Linked DNA regions of Mus musculus: region 2 is linked to region 1. Evidence: chromatin contacts called from public HiChIP or PLAC-seq data. All regions are on one chromosome and are shown on one strand. The core of a region is the stretch at or near the end of the contact, and the rest is flanking DNA. Distances in the headings are between cores, read along the strand shown.

Region 1 (7,098 bases), core at 2,716-5,215:
GTTTCAAATAAACTTTGCCATGTCTGATTAAGGTATCTAGCAATGTCACAGGCAATACATAAATTGTAAGAAATGTACTAGAGTGACTGTAAGCATGTGCTTTGTCACTGTTCTGTTGTTATGAAGAGATACCTGGAAGCCCACTCCCCCAAGGCCACGCCTCCTAATCCCTCTCAGGTAGCCCCACTCCCTACTGACCAAGCCTCAGATACATGAGCCTGTGGGGGCCACTGCCATCCAAACCAGCTCAGCAAGGGTGCAATGAAACCACCAGACTGGACCACTGGTGAAAGGAATGGTTTATTTGGGGAAATTCAGAATTGACCTGGCTATCTCTCGGAGGTCAGAGAGAATAACAAAAGGTGTAAAAGCTACCAGCTTTAAAGGAGGAAGGTTAGGGAGGTGTGCGAGCCTGGCCACCTGGGAGCCAGTCTGGGGACGTTAGTCGGTCTCGTAAGCGTGTGTTAATAGATGCAGCATTGCAGAAGGCTGTCTGCTGCTGCAGTGGAGCTAAGGGAGGTTGTGGCTCTTCCTAGCCCACATCACAAGTTCCTCAGGCATGCTGGTTTGGGGCTTTTGTTTATCCACTGGCAAGCCTTCTGTTTACCCTGTCAGAGTGCAGCCTGCGATGAGACCAGAGCATCATTTACAACCTTGGCAGTGGCACTGCCGCTAGGGTGGGGGAGGGGTGGGGTGCTTTGGCCCTAACAGTGTCCACGGTCTCGTGGAGTTAATATTAGTTGTTATTTGTTTGTTTTTTGTTTTTTGTTTTTCGAGACAGGGTTTCTCTGTGTAGCCTTGGCTGTCCTGGAACTCACTCTGTAGACCAGGCTAGCCTCGAACTCAGAAATCCGCCTGCCTCTACCTCCCGAGTGCTGGGATTAAAGGCGTGCGCCACCACGCCCGGCTATATTAGTTGTTATTATGGCAAGAACAGCAAACACCTACTAATTTAGAAAAGATGTCATACGTAGTACAGTTGTGTTGCCTGTGGTTCTTAGGTGATCAGACTTACAGATTGTGCCGGGCAGAGGTGCTGCACACCTTTAATCACAGCACTTGGGAGGCAGAGGCAGGTGGATTTCTGAGTTTGGGGCCAGCCTGGTCTACAGAGTGAGTTCCAGGACAGGCAGGGCTACACAGAGAAACCCTGTCTCGAAAAAGAAAAAAAAAGACTCACAGATTGCACCCTCTTCTCTGACCTGCCCTCACGTCGTCTCCATTTTGTCCCTAGACACCTGGTAACTTGTTGGCTTGAGTTTTTTGGGCTTTGTTGTTTTGTTTTGTTTTGTTTTGAATTTTCTCTCTGTATTTATTTTATAATCTATGTATATTTGAATTTTTTTTTTAGGTCCCATGTATAGGGTTGGAGAGATGGCTCAGTCATTAAAGGCTAGTCTCATAACCACAGACAGACTCCACATATTAGTGAAGTCATGTAATCTTTTTTTGTGTGTGTTAGTTTCCCTTGTCTTTGTGTGTTAGTGCGTTTCCCTTGTCTAAAGTCCGTATCAGACAAATGGCGAGCTCCTGGTCTCCTTATGACTGATTAATATCCTTCGTGTAGATGTACCATTGTTTCTATCTGTCTGGTTTATTTTGCATTGAAAGCTCATTTCTTCTCCTCTAGGAATAAATATAAGAAATGGCGTGCTCCCAAATCCAGGCAAGGACTTTCTTCCATCAAATTCATGGTCCAGTTCCGGCTTGTCTGGAAAATCTTCAGGAACAGTATCAGTAGTGAGCAAAATAACTTCAGGCAAGTAACAGTTATTAACTCCTGAGTGACCAGAGGCCAATTCTCCTGATGTTGTGGGGCTGGAGGAAGTCTCCTAGAGAACTATGGCATGGGGCCCTTCTGTCTGAGACGCAGGCATCTCTTCAGTTTCCCTGCCCTGCTCTCCCTTTTGTAGCAGCCCTAGGGGTTCAGCCAGCTCCCCAAAGGTTCTGTCCTCAGGGGAGGTTGGGAGTGGAGCAGTCCTCCCTGACCCAGGAGGAAGCCAAAAACCAAGTTTACAGACTTACCAAATCTAACCTCGGATGCCCTGCTGTGCTTTGGACACCTGGCTCCTAAAGTCAGTGTTAGTCTGGACTTCTCTGCTGGACTTCCTGACTGTGAACCTGCCCTGCCCAGAGCAGCAGAGTCCCTTCTGGTTGGAAAGTGGACAGACTGTTTTTTAAAATAAAGTCCTCCAAAATGGCTAGCCAGGTAGACAATTTCCCCGTGCTGTTTCCCTGGCCGAGTGCTCTACACGGCACCCAGTGCACACCTAACCCTCGCCGCTCCCCGGAACCTTCTTACATTAGGGTTCATGTAGGAATGCCGTGCCCAGGTACCCGTCATGCCACCGAAGAACACATGTAAGCCCCCGTGGCCCACCCTACATACCAGGCCTGATGGAATGTCAACTTTTCCTGTGCATTTAAAAAGTTATATATAAAAGTCAGTGAGCTTTGCATAGTTTAAAGTTTATAGGAATGCTTCCTTTTAAAAAATAAAGTGTGTAGCAAGTATGTTGTATCTATCCTGAATTGTAAGCTATACTGCATATGGCTGTATGTGCCATAACTGGTTACTACACTGGATTATCCGTTACTATATTGGATCACTATTCATTCTTTGCCTTCTGACCACGTGAATGGCTGTTTGTAGCTTGTTCGTTGGAAGGGGCTAAGGTGGACACAAGGCGGACACTACTGTATCTCTGTTTGTGTGCACACAGGCACCAGGTCCTCTGCTGGATCAGCTTTAGGTTAAAGGGTGTGCACATCTTGGGCTTTATAGATATCACATTGCTCCCAGCTGGATATAGTGCCTCTGTCTAAACTTGTATGTCTTTTTTTTTTAATTAGATATTTTCTTTATTTACATTTCAAATGTTATCCTCTTTCCTCATTTCCTCTCCGAAAACCCCCTACCCCATTTCCCCTCCCCGTACTCACTAACCCACCCACTCCTGCTTCCCTGTCCTGGCTTTCCCTTACCCTGGGGCATGGAGCCGTCACTGGACCAAGGGCCTCTACTCTCACTGATGTTAAACTTATATGTCTTAAGGTTTATCCTTGTGTTTATTGATTTTTTTTTCTCCTTGGGGGAGCGGGGTTCAAGTTCTCCTCTCACTTTTCTTCCTGTCTCCTTACTTACCAGTACTCCATGCGTTCCAGGGCATTTCCCCACTCTGCCCTAAGCAGTTATCAGATGCCTTTTTGTTGTCAAGGCAATGCAGCTGTACAGTAACTCTTCCTCACGCTCAGTACTACCATCCCATTGTCCTTAATGGTCAGAACTAACTCATCCATGAGTCTGTGTTAACTGCTTACCTGCTATCTGCAAGTTATACCATGAACCTCCTAGAATACAAAGGCAGAGGGCAGTATACAGTCTTCCCTTAGCACACTTTCAAATGTAAGTGATTTAAACAAGCTTTGCCTGGTGGCACACACCTATAATCCCAGCATTCAGGAGACTAGCGCTGCCTTAGGAAAAAATAAGAAAGTGGGGAGTAGAGAAAAGGAAAGATGGCAGGAAGACATAAACAGTGAGTGACCTTTTAGGACATTTCTGTTGGGGCCAGTGAGTCTAGTTATCAGCAGGATAGTTAGTGTCTATTTATAACATGTAAATAAATAGGATTACCCCTTCGCATGAGAGAATATGTTAAGTGAATTACATTCAACTGCATTTCAGAATTTGTATACACTGACATGAAAGGATATTCCATTAGATGGAATAGAAGAAAAAAAGTTTCAGAACAGGCTAAACCAATTCTTGGTAGGAAAACTATGTCCCTTGCTTAGTTTAACAGTGGCCCCCTTAGTTGCTGCCTGCCTATGGGAAGGCATGTCCTTTGCCTTCGTGACCTTTCTGACTGTGGTATGGTGACATGGCTTCTCAGAGCTCTCCTCGGTCTCCTCCTTTGTCCCTCAGAGATAACAACGTGCTTTCCTGAACTCTTGGTGTGGTAGGCGTGTCTCTGTAGTTTAAAGAGCTTTCCTTTTCACCCCTCAGTTGGCTCAGGCTCTGCGAGCTCTAGTGGACTGACTGGAAGCTACATTCCTTCCTTTCTGAAAAAGGAAATCGGTTCTGTCATGCAGAGGGTTCAGCTGGCGCCCCTCGCAGCCCCTCCCCCCGGTGAGTCGCAATTCTTGTCATCGGTAAATTAGTCCAGTAGTTCCTGAGTTGCTGCTCTGTGGCAGGGACAGGGTCTGCAGAGTCAGGCAGCACTCTGTAGAGGATGCGAGTGGATTGAGTGTCAACATATACAAATTCTGATGTGCATAAATGCTAAGGAGAAAAAAAACCAAAGCAGGCGAAAAGTGGACTTGGGGCCTGGAGCCCACGGAGTCAATAAAGTTCGCTACAAAAAGACGCTTAGTAGAAGTGGGGCGGAAGTTGTGGGGCGGAAGTTAGTGGGCGAGCCCTGGGCACTGGGAATGGCTCTGCAGCAGATCAGGCCTAGCAAATTCAGAGAGCAGTGAAGAGGCCAAAATACAGGGTGCAGGGGGGCAAGAAAGAGACAGGAGGGTTGTGCCAGATGATAGAGTCTTCCCACAGATTTCTCCCTGCCTGCAGGAGGGGAGACGAGAAGGAGGCAGTTGTGCATATGCACCCACCCCGTGTCCGCTGCAGACATTTGTCCCCGTTCTGGCCTTCCTGCACCTGCCTTGGGTCCCACTCAGCATTTCTCTTCCATTGCAGGCTACTCTTCCCTCAAGGCCGTGAGACCTCACCCGGGGAGGCCTTTCTTTCACACCCAGCCCAGGAGCACGCCCGGCTTGATCCCCCGACCTCCAGCTGCTCAGCCTGTGCACGGCAGGATAGACTGGTCTTCCAAGTACCCATCCCGGCGGTGACTGTCCCGGCCACGGGCCGTGCTCCTCAGCTGGCTCCATTGTACCCGCACAACCACGAGGCGGTGTAAAACAACCCACACTTACAGCTGTTCTGAACTAATACATTTCAATATTTCTTTTAAATTTTTTTTAAAACATTGATTTGAATGCAATACCCTCTTTTTGTATAAAATTATTTTATTCTAAAACCGGGTCTCATTATTTTCTTAAACAACAGCATTTTGTATATATGGATTATGTTTTAGCATTTTATACAGTCAACTTTGTAATGAACTTTTTAAAGATTAAGTGATTTTTTGTTCATTGTTCCATGTAATATTTTATACAGATTTTGAAATATGTAATAATATTGATTCAGTATTGTGACAGGGTGCAGTTTAAGACAGTGGGATACAAGATAATTTACTTGATATATTTGAATTTTATGGAGTGGCCCATTCGGTACTCTAGGCTCTCTTAGACTGGTCTTCGGAAGGTGGTCTGCTCACTGCTTTTCTGAACAGCTTGTATTGATTGTTCTGGGGGTGGAAGTTGTTTTGTTGTTTTGAGACAGGGTCCTATGTAGCCCAGACTGGCCTCCCACTCACTATGTCGCTGAGGATAGCTTTGAACTTGGGATCTTCCTGTGTCTACCTGCCTGAGTGCTGGGATCGCAGGTGTGTAAGCCATGCTTGGTTTTACCCTGGGCTTTGTACAAGCCTCCCAGCCCTGATCCTATCTTTTATACGATTGTCTTTCATACAACGGTTCTGTCCTAAACTATCGCTTTCTTTAGACATTTTACTTTATTTTTGCCCCCAAAACAAAGAACTTTTCATAACTAGTTGGTGAAATTTTATTACACTCACAAACACAGCTGCAAAAAATCCAGATAAACCCAGGCATAATCATTCGAGACAGCACAGTCCTACTTCTTTGTTGCTTTGTATTGGTTGACATCTCTGCTGGCCTCTGCCTTCACCAGCCCACACCTGTGGGTGGGGATGGGGATGAAGGGGCTGAGTAGGACAGCCATGGGCAGACAGAGAGATGGCAGAGTTGTAGTCACCTGTTGCTCTGGTGAGCTTTTTTTTTTTTGGTTCCCTGGGGCCTACCAGCCAGGACCTACCTACCCACAGAACTGCCAGCCAGCCTCCCTCAGGCCCCACCGAGCCACAGAGGCAGGGTGGGGAGCTTGCAGCCCATCGAAGGTGTCTCCACCTGCACCCCTCTAGCCAGAGAGGAGGCTCCCTCCCACCCCTGCGGTCCATACTTTTTTTCCATTTTTAAAAATACCCAGGCTGGAGAGATGACTCAGCCATTCCAGTTCCAAGGGATCCGACGCCCTCTTCTGGCTTCTGTGGGCACATGCACTCGTGTATATAATTGCCACTGACAGGGACACATACATGTAAAATCTTTATAAAAATCTAATTGTTAAAAATCCCTTAAAAGGGAAGCTTTCTTATGTCAAAAGTACCTTTTTTATTATTTTTATTAGGATTTCTGATTGCTTTAATGTAAAATTTTCTTAACATATGGTAATACAATCAATTAAGCTTATATCCCTGCCAAGATGAAAGACCAAAAAAGCCAAGTATCTTTCTATGTAGCCATGGCTGTCCTGGAACTCACTCTGTAGACGAGACTGACCTCGAACTTAGAGATCTGCCTGCCTCTGCCTACCAAGGGCTGGGACTAAAGACGCACGCCACCACACCCAGTGACTTTTTTTTTTTTAAACTGAGAGTGAAGGTTGTATTCAGCTGCATTTTCCACACCTGACTAGGAGCAGCTCATAAACGCCGCAGGCCAACTTCTCATGACGATTTTAGGAGTAGGGAAGCTTTGGGGGGTGGGGAGGGGATCTAAACTGTAAGACGTCACACTCGCCAGGATGTTATGTTCAGACTGTGCCACGGCTCAGCCCCCATCTTGTGTGGCGTGTCTTGAGGTTGGGACCTCTGTTGGACAGAGGCTGTCCCATTGAGAGGAATGTTTACAGCAGTTCTACAAATAGCAAAGCTCGTCTGGAGACAGAAGCATACAGAGGATCCACTTGCTTCCATCTCTGTGTGACGCAGCCACCTCCTCTCCTGGTTACCTTACAGGCAAAAGGAAGAGTCACGAGGCCAGTAGCCAACCTCAACCGATGGCAGAGCCACTCGCATGCTCCCAGGGCCCAAAGGACGTTTTTGTTACTGTTTCCAAATGCGGCAAAGCAAACCATATGAAACGTTCTTTTTTGTAGATAAAAATGGTAAG
Region 2 (7,098 bases), core at 3,211-5,710, 340 kb after region 1:
CATGGCAAAGGCCAGGCCTTTTGTTTGTTTGTTTGTTTGTTTGTTTGTTTTGTTTTATTTCGATACAGGGTTTCTCTGTTCCTGGCTGTCCTGGAACTCACTCTGTAGACCAGGCTGGCCTCGAACTCAGAAATCTGCCTGCCTATGCCTCCCAAGTGCTGGGATTAAAGGCGTGCAGGCCACCACCGCCCGGTGGGCCAGGCCTTAAAAAGCAGCTTAGTTGGGAAAAGGTTTAGTTGACTTATATAACATGGAACTGAGCCCCAAGCTGGAACTCAGGGCAGGAACTGAAAGAGAAGCCACAGTGACCTCTGTCTGCTTAGTGACTTGTTCCCCATGGCTGCTAGACTGGTCTCAGACTCACAGGAGATCCATCTGCCTCTGCCTCCTGAGTGCTGGGCTTGAAGTCGTGCAACACCACCACCACCTGATTTAGTCTGATGTAGCCCGGAACCATGTTCACAATAATGGCATTGCCCATAGTAGGTTTGAGCCTTCCACAGCAATCAAAATAATGCCTTGTTGACTTGCCTATAGGCCAATCTAATGGATGTCATTGTCGCAGTTGGGAAACTTTCTCATTTTCTCCTTTAGAAGACTCTAACTTGTGTCAAGTTGTGTCAAACTACCCAACACTGCAAAGGCAACACATATCCCATACACAGAAATACTAAATAGATTTAAAATTAAACTTAGAGACTGTTTATTTATATACTTATTTTTTATTTATGCAGTGCTAGAGATTCATCTGTACAGTTGTTATTCATGCAGTGCTGAGATTGAGCCTAGGCAGTTCTTTCCCTGCTGAGCTGTATTGCCACATCTGTGCTGCTCTTCTCACTCTCTCTCTCTCAAGATATATATATATATATATATATATGTCTCCAGCAGAAAATGACCTTGAACTCAGAGATCTCCTTGCCTTAGTCTCCTGGGATTCATAGCCTCTATGCCTCAAGATCTCCATGGCAAGATCAAGGTCAGAAACTTGTATCTCCCAGCCTCAAGATCTGAATCACAGGTGAGCCTTCCAATTCTGGATTGTAGTTCATTCCAGATATAGTCAAGTTGACAACCAGGAATAGCCATTATAGTGTCTCTCTATAACTAGCCCTAGCTGTCCTGAAAACCCTAGGATCTTCTTACATTCCCCCTGACTCTCAATATGTATAGGTCAGGCTGACCTTGAACACAGAGATCTGCTTGTCTCTGCATCTAGAGTGTTGGGATTAAAAATGTTCACCCTGTTGTTGAGCTTTAGTTTCCTTTTTTTTTTTTAAAGAATTGTTTATTTTATGCATATGAGTATACTGTTGCTGTCTTCAGACACACCAGAAGAGGACATCGGACCCCATTACACATGGTCGTGAGCCAACCATGTGGTTGCTGAGAATTGAACTTAGTAGTCAGTGCTCTTAACTGCTAAGCTATCTCTTGAGCCCAGTTTACTTGTTTTTGAAACAGGCTCTCATGGAATTCTTTAAGCGATAGAGCTTCTGCCACCACCTCCTGAGCTCTGGAATTTCAGGCATGTGCTACTAAGTCCTGCCAAGATGAACCCACTGGTGGAAATGTGATCCATGTACAAGAATCACACAGCTGTAAAAATGTTGACATCTCATTTCTTCACAGCATGCGTGGAACTGGGTTCAGTGTGATAAGATGAGCTTGCACCCGCTGGCCTTGATGGCTTCTCACCAGGACTCCCAGCCATCTCTTTGACTTTTCATTTGACATGGGATCTTAGTATGACCCTGTTCTTACTCCTGAAGCCCAAGCCAGCCCAATTTTTTGGGGCCCCTCTGCCTGAATCTTCGGAGTAGCTGTGGTTACAGGCCTGGGCCACTAGAACTACCTGTCAGATAAGTTTCAATTTAAATAGTTTTTTTTTTTTAAACTCTTTAGACCTGCAAAATTATGTTACATTTTTTTTGGATAAACTTCTTCAGTGAGGATACTCTTTCTGCCTAGGAGTATTAGCCTTGTACTGGGTCTAGCAATAGTCATTACTGTAAATCCCAGATTATAAAGTATGTTATGCTTCCTCGTTGACCCTTTCTCTTTCAAAAAGTGTGTGTGTATGTGTGTGTGTGTGTGTGTGTGTGTGTGTGTGTGTGTGTAGGTAGGTAGGTAGGTAGGTAGTTTGCTTTGGTTTTTCAAGACAGGGTTTCTCTGTGTAGCTCTGTTGTCCTGAAACTCACTCTGTAAATCAGGCTGGCTTTGAACTCACAAAGATCCACCTCCACTTCATGAGGGATCAAAGGCATGAGCCACCACTGCCTGGCAATTCATTTTATTTTGTGTATGGATGTTTTGCCTGCATGTATGTTTCCGCACCACTTCTGTGACTTGTGTGATGGTTACCTCAGAGGCCAGAAGAGGGCATTGGATGCCCTGGCAGTAGAGGAAGTCCTGTCAGCCGCCTTGTGGGAGTTCATGTTGAATGAAGTTGGCACTGTTCTTTGTTTTTCCACACAGTATCCCCTCATTACATCATTCTCCACATCAGCAACTGCCTTGAATTTTAATGAAGTCATTCACTGGGCCTTGTGGTTTAGTGTGCCTGCAGCCCAATGCTAGGACCTGATTCCCAGCATCCATACGACAAGCCAGGATGCTCCAGCACACTCCAGTAACCCCGCTCTGTTGGAGGCAAAGACAGGAGAATTTTTTTTTAATTAATTTATTTATTTTATGTAAGTACACTGTAGCAGTCTTCAGACACCCCAGAAGAGGGCATCAGATTTCATTAGGATGGTTGTGAGCCACCATGTGGTTGCTGGGATTTGAACTCAGGACCTCTAGAAGAGCAGTCAGTGCTCTTAACCACTGATCCATCTCTCCAGCCCTGAAGTCATAAATCTTGAAGGAGAATCTGCAACTGACACTGTATACTAAACCACCATAATTGCCAACTGGGTTCTAAATATTTATCTTTATACTCACCCCTCATCGAAGCAACTTCTCTTTGCAAACAGACGAAAACCATTACAGAAAACCACGTGTGATCAAAGTGCAGAGAACAGGAACCTACGTGGTACCATGTTCTAGTTGATACATCTACAGCATAATTCTTGGACCTAAGGCTCCAGGATCACAGGGTCATGCAGAAGAAGGGCAGAAAGATTATAAGAGCCAGAGAAACAGGGCTTCATACTGAGATCCTGTCTCAAACAAAAAAAAGGAAAATAAAGTTTCCGTCTCTGTCTCTCTCTTTGTGTGTGTGTGTGTGTTTTGAGACAAGGTCTCTCTATGTATTCCTGGCTGTCCTGGCTGGTTTTGAACTCTCAGAGACCCTCCTTCCTATGCCTCCCGTGCTGAGATTTAAGGGATGCACCCCATGCCTGGCTGAGAAGTTCATTTTCTTGGGGTCCATTGTTGTTAAAACAGTAGCCAAAGACACTGGTACAAGGGGCATTTTATTTTTTAAATTGGATTTATTTTAAGTCTGTATCTGTGTGTATGCCTGGTAGTCAGTGGTATGTAGACATGACTCCAAGTGTTTCCAGAGGCCAGAAACAGGATCTCTTGGAGCTGGAATTACAGGTGATTGTAAGTCTCCTGCTGTGGATGCCAGGAGTTGAACTCTGGTCCTCTGGAAGAATTTGAGATCAGTCTTGCTTGGCTACACATGGTGCAAGACCTTGTTTCAAGGAAAAAAAAAAGTTTAAAAAGCCGTAAATTTCTTCTTTGGGAATTTCCTACTTGCATACAATGTATTATGCCCATATCCACCCACACTGCCCCTCCAACTCCTCCCGGGCTCCCCACAATGTCTCTCTCCCAACTTCATGCCCAGTATGATAATTTATTTCCTATGTCGAATGGCTCACAGCTGTCTGTAACTCCAGCTCTGGGGAATCCTATGCCTCTGGGTTCCAAGGGCACTTTTTTTAAAAAAAATTCAATCAGTCAATAAGCCCAATAGAATCCATAATGTAAATACAGCTCTCTCTCCGCCCCCCCCCCCCCCCCCGAAAAGCAGAAGGAATGAGAGAATAATAGTTTCCCCCTTCCTGCTATGTCCTTTGTGCCTGCCGATTATCGGATGCACCAATTATTATGGAAACCTGACCTCACCTCTAACAGCCTCAGTCCGGATTATTTTGAAGCACATACTGGAACTGGATGTAATAGGTTCATATCTTGTTTCAAAATCAAAAGAAGCACAAAGGCTTCAATGAGTGCAGGAAGATTTACTGCCATGGGTGAGGATCGCACAGGAGTTATTCCCAAAGCAGTGTCCTCCCCTAACAGAGAACTGCAGGGATTTTTATCCTACTCAGGGAGAAAAGCCCTCTTTCCTAGACTGGGATCAGTCCTGAGCATGCCCAGTTGAAGATCCTAATCTAGGAAGAAAAGGCAACAGACACGTGTTTTTGTGAATGCTTAGCTTGCATCCTGGGTCCCATGTCTGAAAGGTTAAACTGTAGGACAGGAACACCTCAGCTTGTCTGGGCATGCTCAGCTTGCATCATCCTCCTTTAGCTGAGAATAAAGGGAAAGACACATTGCAGAGGGATTCTTCTGTGTTTGCCCCTAAAAAATGACGGCCTTCCTTACTGGCTCACTGTGGCAGGAATAATGTGGGGAGTGCAGTCATCGCCAGGCTTCAAAGGATGCACAGGCACTCTGTGACAGAGAGCCTGGCAAGGAGACTCTGCGGGACAGCTTGGATTCCAGCAGGACAGCAGGTCTGGACCTTTGACTTCAGGAATTTTGTAGGTATTTGTGAGAAATAAGATTGGAAGCTGAGTTAAGCCATAGCTAGCCTGCCCCTTCCTTCTTCCCCCACCCTCCTCCCTCTCCCTCCCCCCTCTCCCTCCTTCCTATCCTCTTCCCTTCCCCTTCCCCCTCCCCCACTTCCTCCTCTCCATCCTCTTCCCTTCCCCCTCTCCCTTCTCCCTTCCTTTGTCTCCATACAGGAGATTAAACAGAGGGCTTCATTCATTCTAGAATCTCATTAATTCAGCCACGTTGCCCTGGAACTTGCTCGGTAGACCCAGCTGAGATTACAGATTACAGACCTGTGCACTGGGTCTGGCTCATCCTTTTTTTTTGTTTTTGTTTTTTTTTTTAAAGATTTATTTTATGTATGTGAGTACACTGTAGTTGTGTTCAGACACAACAAAAGAGGGCATCGGATCCCATTACAGATGGTTGTGAGCCACCATGTGGTTGCTGGGAATTGAACTCAGGACCCCTGGAAGAGCAGCCAGAGCTCTTAACTGCTGAGCCATCTCTCCAGCCCCCACATGCTTGTTTTTATTGTGAGGTTTTTTGGTGTGCTGTGTTGTGTTTGTTTGTTTGTTTTGAGACAAGAGCTCTTTGTGTATCCACGATCCATGGCTGGTGGGGAGCTCCCCTTTTAGAGTAGACTGGTCTTGAACTCACAGAGAGAGATGCAGTTGCCTCTGCCTTCTGAGTGCTGTGACTAAAAGGTGTGAGGCCCTAAGCCTGGCCTTTTAGCTCCTCCCGTGGCTGCTTGGTCTTTGTCCATCATGAGTCCCTGTGGCCCTTGCGGGAGAACAGTGCTGTTATATAGATACTATAGGGGCTGCTGATTCCCTCTGAGTGACTTCACAGGATAGACTAAAAGTCAGGATGGAGTCACTCACAAAAGCTTCCAAGTTTCACAACCAAAACTGAGCTGTTTATATGATTTTTGTAAAATCAGGAAACCAGGATGAAAGGCATAATAGTCTGGCCAGGCATGGTGGTACATGCCTGTAATCTCAGCACTTAGAAGGTGGAAAAGGTGTAAGGGACACAGGGTAGGGAGAGTATGGAGTAAAAACTGTGTCTTCTGGACACGATAAGACCACTGGGCCCATCTGCTCACAGCAACTGTGGTGCCTGCACACAAGACCAAGATAGTGAACATTCCAGCATGGGAAAGAGGCGGCTCATGAGCTCCACCCCTAACTGAGCAGCTAGTTCATGGATCCGGAAGGAGGAAGAGCCTTTACTTTAAGTATGCTGTCCCTGCAAAGTCAACCTCTCTCCAGTGAGTGGTCCCATGCTCATCAGTATGTGGGCAGCATAAATTGAACTCATTAGGTTATTTAAAACAAAAAACAAAAACAAAAAACCCGGCTCAGCAGTTAAGAGCACTGGCTGCTCTTCCAGAGGATTCGACTTAATTCCTAGTACCCACATGGCAGCTAACAGTCTTCTAGAACTCTTCTTGTTCCAGGGAATCTGAAGCCTTCTTCTGGCTCCGCCGAGCTCAAAAGGGATGCACAGACACTTGTGCATAATACCTACACACATAAAAGTCAATAAATCTTAAAAAATGATAAAAATGAAAGAAAGGGAGGTGGGGTGGATCTGGGAGGAGTTAGGTGGAGGAGTAGGGAGGTGGGGTGGATCTGAGAGGAGTTAGGTGGAGAAGTAGGGAGGTGGGGTGGATCTGGGAGGAGTTAGGTGGAGGAGTAAGAAGGTCTGGGTGGGTCTGGGAGGAGTTAGGTGGGGAGTGGGAGGTAAATGTGATCTTTCCTGAAACAATGATCAAGATGCAGTATTTGGGGCTGGCGAGATGGCTCAGTGCTTAAGAGCACCGACTGCTCTTCCGAAGGTCCCGAGTTCAAATCCCAGCCACCACGTGGTGGCTCACAACCATCCGTAATGAAATCTGATGCCCTCTTCTGGAGTGTCTGAAGACAGCTACAGTGTACTTACATAAAAAAAAAAAAATCAGTGTATGAAAATTTCAAAAATAATTAATAAAATATATTTAAAAAACGAAGTCAGCAGAGGTTGGGGACAGACTGAATGTAGTTCTGAGGCCATGGGATGAGTAGTTAAATGGGAAAGTGACTATAATATTGCTAAATGGGTTTGTAGAAGATGAATTCATAATTCGCATAGAGATAAAATGTATCATTAATATGCCAAGTACTATATGGGGGCAAACCATTCCTAGTAAGCTGACCTGAGGTGCCAACTAAAGAGGAACTGAATGACAAACAGCAGAGAAAGAGATTTATTCCACGTAGCCACTTAGAGAAGTGAGAGGGCATTAGTGGGCTCAAGTCCTGGTCTTCATGGTGTTAATATGAACTTTAGGCTTAACTAGAAGAAAATCAGAGGAAACAG

Evidence for each region. HiChIP or PLAC-seq counts read pairs in DNA pulled down with a chosen protein or histone mark.
Region 2: an H3K27ac HiChIP or PLAC-seq map of embryonic stem cells shows a contact between it and region 1, with 10 read pairs. The contact joins two enhancer-like sites. A contact is called at or near these places in 2 of 115 datasets of contacts at active chromatin or transcription factors (embryonic stem cells and extraembryonic endoderm stem cells).

The regions. Positions count from the first base shown.
Region 1 is chr9:78,162,901-78,169,998 of GRCm38.p6, forward strand. It overlaps Cilk1 (ciliogenesis associated kinase 1), which reads left to right. Exons shown (of 14, transcript NM_019987.2): 12 at 1,631-1,759; 13 at 4,010-4,132; 14 at 4,700-7,098. The coding sequence ends at 4,854. Among named protein-coding and RNA genes, the nearest start is that of Rn7sk, 9.2 kb to the right of the region's middle. Within about 2 kb of position 3,966, at least 30 of the 459 cell types and tissues checked have an H3K27ac peak or open chromatin away from gene starts, as enhancers often do. A contact at or near this core is called in embryonic stem cells and extraembryonic endoderm stem cells, where this site is marked.
Region 2 is chr9:78,498,996-78,506,093 of GRCm38.p6, forward strand. No RefSeq gene overlaps it. Among named protein-coding and RNA genes, the nearest start is that of Eef1a1, 21 kb to the left of the region's middle. Within about 2 kb of position 4,461, at least 124 of the 459 cell types and tissues checked have an H3K27ac peak or open chromatin away from gene starts, as enhancers often do. A contact at or near this core is called in embryonic stem cells and extraembryonic endoderm stem cells, where this site is marked.